2 separate regions of the Danio rerio genome follow, and region 2 is linked to region 1. The links are chromatin contacts, called in public Hi-C maps. All regions are on one chromosome and are shown on one strand. Each heading gives the region's core, a stretch centred on a gene start, on an enhancer-like site or on the middle of the called end of the contact. The rest is flanking DNA. Distances are from core to core; before and after follow the strand shown. Region 1 holds the start of LOC141377868. Region 2 holds the start of mab21l1 (mab-21-like 1).

What was found. Hi-C and Micro-C count contacts between places; a contact is called where the count stands out from the background.
Region 2: a contact with region 1 is called in a Hi-C map of an unstated tissue, with 2.2 times the contacts expected there. The contact joins the promoter of mab21l1 here to the promoter of LOC141377868 in region 1. A contact is called at or near these places in 2 of 18 Hi-C or Micro-C datasets (embryo and an unstated tissue) and 1 of 4 datasets of contacts at active chromatin or transcription factors (embryo).

The regions. Positions count from the first base shown.
Region 1 is chr15:35,538,536-35,541,761 of GRCz12tu, reverse strand. LOC141377868 reads left to right here and starts at 1,577. Exons shown (of 2, transcript XM_073923854.1): 1 at 1,577-3,226. All of the region lies in intron 29 of nbeab (neurobeachin b), which reads left to right.
Region 2 is chr15:35,683,285-35,686,730 of GRCz12tu, reverse strand. It overlaps mab21l1 (mab-21-like 1), which reads right to left and starts at 1,407. Exons shown (of 1, transcript NM_152974.2): 1 at 1-1,407. The coding sequence starts at 1,029. All of the region lies in intron 29 of nbeab (neurobeachin b), which reads left to right.

The DNA.
Region 1 (3,226 bases), core at 328-2,827:
AGGTTTTAGCTATAATTTTAGTTAGTTCCAGTTAGTTTTGTTTCTACACAATACACTTTCAGTTAGTTCTAGTTTTTGAAAAAACTCTCGTTTTTATTTTTATCTCAGTTAACGACAATTATTTTACATTTTAGTTTTCGTTTTTCGCTCATTTTCATTAGCTATAATAACCTTAGTGTGTATGCACTTTATAGTTACCCACCAGTTATTAGCTTTATTAGGAATAGTTAACCCAAAAGGGGATATATATTTTCCCATTATTTACCTTTAAGCCATACTAGATACAGTATATACTGTAGGCCTTTATAATGAGTTCTTGATGCTCCAAAAAGTGCATCCAGCTATCAGTTATATAAAGTAATCTATAATAACCCAGTTGGTTAAAAATGCCCTCAGATGGTTTTTTTTCCTATGTATTAAAATTTTCTGATTATTTAACCACCTCCAAACCTTCCAAGATGAAGGTTTTAAAATGAAGCATACCATGATTTTTCTATCTAATGCAAGTTCATGGGCCTTAATGTATATCATTGTGAATGTCTAAAATCTGTATTTACAGTTAAGTGGTCCAGGTGACCCTAGTTAATATATAAATCATAATTAGCTAAAATAATACTGTAATAATCAAAAAACAATTCTAGAGCTTAAAACTGCTTACCTGAAAAACGTACTGGAAAAAATAGCTTTATCTGGCAAACACCTCTGAGTTTTCATTGGTTCGAAGCACATCAAATGAAAAGCAAATGAGAAATGTCTTGAAGAGAGTGTGGCATGTCAGATATACTAGAGAGCATTTTATTGGTCAAGATTTGATGAGAAACTGAAGTATGAGCTGACGTTCATTGATCGATTTAGGCAGAAGTGACAAACTGCAAGCTGTAGATGTTTATATTAGTTCAATATTTTCTAAAAGCGAATATTGTCACTGTTTTGAGGCACAGTAGCAAACAAATATCCTTAAAACTAACAAACTGAAACTAAGAACTAAATTTTTTTTTTCCACAGGACCTTTCACATCTGTTTACTCACTGCTGTAAATTTAGTTTACAGCATGTTAAAAGTATGAATTTTATTATTGAGAGAAAAACATGCAATGAATTGGTACATTATATTGAAAGAATTACTCAAAATGATATACCTTTTAAGCTATAAAAGCTTGTCTTGGTTTAGCTCTGTAATGCACAGTCACAAAAGAGCGGAAGAAAGAAAAATCTTAAATCAATTTTTTTTCATTTAAGATAGTACTGTTCCTTAAATTAAATCTAAAATGCAACAAAAAACTACCCTGGTATGCCACTTGGCTGTACAGTATGTAAGCAACCTATGGACTTTTTATAAAACAAACAGCAATTTTCATATTTCTGAATGCACTATTCCTAAAAAGTTCACCTGCGAGCTCAAACAGCCACGCTTGTTCTATACTAAAACGAATGCTTGGAGAAATAATACTGTTGATGTCAGAATTATTAGCCCCCCTTTGATTTTTTTTTTCTTCTTTAAATATTTCCCAAATTATGTTTAACAGAGCAAGGAAATTTTCCAAGTACGCCTGATAATATTTTTTTCTTCTGGAGAAAGTCTTATTTGTTTTATTTTGGCTATAATAAAAGCAGTTTTTATTTTTTTTAAATGCCATTTTAAGGTTAAACTTATTAGCCCCTTTAAGCCATTTTTTGATACAGAACAAGCCATCGTTATACAATAGCTTGCCTAATTACCCTAACCTGCCCAGTTATCTTATTAACCCTTTAAATGTCACATTAGGCTGTATAGAAGCATCTTGAAAAATATCAAGTCAAATATTTTTGTCTGTCATCATGGCAAAGATAAAACAAATCAGTTATTAGAAATGACTTATTAAAACTATTGTTTAGAAATGTGTTGAAGAAAATCTGCTCTCCGTTAAACAGAAATTAGGGAAAAATAATTCTGACTTCAACTGTATATGTTCCCATTATTTACCTTCAAGCCATCCTAGATATATAGGCCTTTATATTGTCTTTATATTAAGTTTTTGAATCTCTAAAAAACTGGGTCCATCTATCAATAATATATGGTAATCTATAAAAATCCAGTTGGTTCTTCCGATTACTCACACAAAAAATACACAAAATTATATAATAATGCTCCAATTTTACGGTGCAAATAAAACAAATCAACTGAATAAACAAGACCCATCCTACCAACATACTATTCCTAACTTCACCTAAACCCTCACGCTTATACGAAAAAGAATGCTTGCAAAGGAATAGTAACAAAGTAACTCGTACTAGAACAAAAAAAAACAGCCACATGTTACCACTTGGCCATGTGTGAACAACATTACCCAACTAGCCGTTTCCCCGGAGCCCCCCTCACCTGCAGGTCAGAGGTCGGGTGCCGTGGCGACGGGCTAAATTAGCCTATCACGGCCTCTCCTTTCGCCTCACACCTCCCCAGCTGTCACTGCAACACATAGTGATGGCGAACTCTCTCTCTCACACTACTAATGGCTGCAGCTGCACAGCCGCTTCTGAGTGTTTGTCGGCCCCCCTCCCAATAATAAGGCCACCACACTGAGCGCAAAATGGCGATCTCTGCCTTGTAGGGTTGCCTCTGGGGTGCTATAGCTCTGGCCTGTCTGACACTGGAGAGGGAGAGAAATCAATAAGCACCGTGGAGATCTGGCTGGTGGGTCTCCAGAAAAAAACCCCGTGTCTAATGGGAAGGAGGTCAGGAAGTGGACTTGACTGCGGCGGCAGGGCAGGTGTCTGAGGATAGGGAATGTGAGAGGGTGCGCTGCTCAAAAATAATGTTCTTATTTTGAATGTTTTACTATATAGAACAACATGATACATGAAAAAATAAACATAGTATGTCATAATTAGTGTTGTTAGTCTGTTACTTGTAATTAATTGCATCTAAAATGAAAGTTTGTTTACCTATATATAATTTGTATTATATGTAGACCATTTTGAGAGATGTAACCAATGACAATGGCCCCAACATATTTCTTTTTTTACATTGTTAATGTCTGTAGCTTCCGGGAATCTAAAAAGAGCCCTACATTGATAAATAACGTTATGATAGCTGTTATGACATTAAGTTGTGATTGAATTGCCTCTTGTTACAGTTATGACGTAGTTCAATAACAAGCAGGAAATGTTCATGAGCCAATGGCATGACCACATCAAAATTGTCCACATAAATATAAACATTTCCTTAAATATAATACTAGAAGTTGTTT
Region 2 (3,446 bases), core at 158-2,657, 150 kb before region 1:
CCAAGTCTGTTTGGCAGCGTTTTCAAGGGCCGAATGTGGCTTCCCTTGGAAAAGGTCTAGGTTTGGCAGAAAATAATGGGGGCATCTCCTACACTGCAAGCACGAAATGAGCTGCAATAAAATCCCGTTCAGCCGATCCCCGAGGCAGTTTTCGTCCCAGTCCGACTCGCGCGGGTGTTTTTCGCACTCGTAAGACACAAGAGTTTTCATGTGATAGTTGTTGAGAGGCTGTCCCGGTAGTTCAAGGTGACGGTCGCGCAGCGTCTTGAGCAGGGACAGACATTTCTTCCTGCAGCCTCCTAGGAGCAGTCGGTTCTCCGCTTCGGCGAACTGCAACACCCAGGCATCGCTCTCCGCCGAGCTCTGCTTCCCGTTCAGCGAGTAACACTCCTTCGACAAGAGATTGAAACCCTCGGCTTTGACTTCTGCCACTCTGTTCGGCCCAGGCCACGGGATGTGCGGCAGCGGCCAGTGAGCAGCGCTGCGCGGCCAAATGCCGGTGCACTTGAACGCAGGAGTGATCTGAACCACATATCGGTCTCTGATGCGTAATTTCACCTCGCTGGTGTCGGCGACCATTTTAACCACGTCCCTATAGCTGCACTTATCCACCGCCTGCGCCACGAGCGTCTGGAACCTGGAGCGGATCTTGCGCGCGGACAGGTATCCCGAAGCCGTGATGAACTCTACCCAGAGAGACATACTTCTCTTCCGCCCGTCGCTGAGCTTGAGCACGGCGCAGCCCGGCAGAGAGCCGTCGTCCACGAAGTTGAAGACCCCCATCTGGTTCAGATAGAGGACCACCTCGAATTCAGTTGGAGAGATGACCTCGAGCCCTTCGAAGCGGTTATCCATTTCGTTTAAGGAGCTGATAAAGCGGGGCTCCTGGACCTCCACCTCTTTTAGGACATCTGAGACCACCTTGCACACCTCCCGGATGGTCTTGGAGATGGCCGCTTTCCGAGACTGGCATTTCTCGTTGTAGTATTTATTGAGATGATACACCAGCTTGGCCTGGGCGGCGATCATATTTGGACAGAGATCCGGGTTGTACACCGGAGTCTCGCAGTAACCCGAGGGATCCAACGCGGCTGTTTGTACAGGAGCCAATTTTAGAGAAGAATGTGGACTATTTAGAGAAAAAAAGGGGGCTATAATTTTTTATAATGCCTTTTTTATTTGTGCGTGGAGCACATGCACAAACTCGGGCAGTTAAATCATCTGCTTGTATTTTCTTATGCGACCAAAAAAGAAAAAAAATCAAACCCCTTGGTCTAATTCGGCAATTAAAAGTCCATACGCACGGATCAGTAGTTCAGCAAACCTCTTGTATCCACTTGCGGTGCCTTTTCTCTGTTTTCAATAGGGGTTGGAAAGTGCAGGGTGCTCTTAAGTGTGTGTCCAAGCGGTGTTGGTGTGTTTAAGACTCCGAACTCAGTCCTCTGAAATTATAAAGGGAGGGTTTGAGATGAGCTCGTCCAATCACAGCACGAGTCGTCACTGCCTTCAGTTTATTGACGACAAATTAATCCTTAGCTTTTATACACAACCAACCCGTCTGTTGGAAACACACCTACACTTTGGAGGGAGAAGAAACAGGTTTATTCGCGATACATGGACCTTTTCTGTTCTTCTTTATAGATAATTTGGTTATTTTGATAATTTATCAAGGCTTGATTTATAACCAGAAAGCAGGCTATTGAATTTCATATTTGTGAATATTTATTGTGTATGCCTATTATTTGATACTTAACATGTTCATTATCGTTTTAAGAATATTTATTATGATTAGATTTAAGACAGGTTATTTAACATTTTTTTTATTTTATTTATTTCGTCTGTAGAATGGCGTGCACTTTGAAATGCATAATGTTTTTCGTTGATCTGCTCATCCGATTTATCTTTTGGCTGTGCAGTATAGTTTTGCGACATTCTTTGATATGACTACATTTATATTATCTGTTGCTTATATTTGGTGATATCTCTCTTCAGTGCGTGTAAATTTAAATCCGCTTTGCATAATGTGTTTTGTAAAATATTCTTTAAAATGTTTAGCTGTGTAAATATGTTAGTTAATGCAGGGATGTTTTCTTTAATTTGAACCATTTCAAACATATTTTCCTTTATTAGGCTATAGAAAATGGTGAGTTGGGTTCAACTTATCCAAATCATGCCCTCGTCTTATTTATTATTAAATATAAAATGAATAGGTTTAGTTTTTCTGAAGTTAATTGACGATAGCAGGAATACGAAGGCCTTTGAAGTAATATGCGTTAAGGTGATTTCCTAAACCTAGCCGATTAAAAAAACGCTTTTTGGTGTTATTAGCAGTTCTAGCCTAAATTATTTTTAAAAAGCATTATATACGTTTTGAACGAATTAAACCTTCAAGCTTCACCAAAGTGGAAGCGTCTTTTTTATTTTTAAATTAATGATTAAAAACGTGTTTTAATGTGTTGTTTAGCCTACTTTTAGTTCTTCGGTTTATCTTTATTTAAAATATGCATGTTTTAACGTATCATTGCATTAATTTAGCTATATGTATTTTAAGTCTTATTGAATGCTGCAGTCTGCAAGTGGTTTAATGCAAAACATTTAGATCTTAATTTATGATCTCGAGCCTTTAAAACAGGTTCATATTTGGCAGATTTACCTCCTTTTATTCGTTTGCCTCGGCATATTTTAGTCTAATTTATTTACCGGTAAAATGTTAACAAACACACATGCGAACTCAAACTTTATCAAGATCGTTACGCGAACTGCACAAACACTTTCTTCGCAATATTGAATCTGAAATCAAATAAGATTCAACACGAGTCTTTTTATTTTTACTAAATCCCTACATCGACGGCACTGTTTTACTAAAGTAGGCTTACTTATTTATTTTTTATGAAATTTGGGGGCGCGTCTGAATGTTTTTATATATATATATATATATATATATATATATATATATATATATATATATATATATATATATATATATATATATATATATATATATAGACTACACATCCACAGAATATCCACGCATGTATGTTTAGTTGGCTTCATAAACAGATTGTAAGAGGTCACTGTACTGAGGATGCATTACGGTCGGTTGGCTCCAGCCCTCACTGTAGTCTGCTTGGCTCCTTCTGCCCGAATGATTTTGCCAACCATAATTAATAGAGCTCTGCTGTTTTCAGGCAGCGATCACACATATCAGTTCTCCTTTGCCAAAATTAAAGCAAGGTGAATGGTTTTTGGGCCTTTGACAGGGATGTGTAAATGTGACACTGTATGTAAACCTGCCGATTTATTTATTTACTTTACATGTCTTTAAATAGAAAGCTATGCAAATGTCTACTTAATTTTAATTATTGCATTCGAAATGTTGCACAAGCGAGTAGTGATTAGGTGAAAAACGTGTGGTTTAATACATGGGAAGAGAGGAAAATACTTTT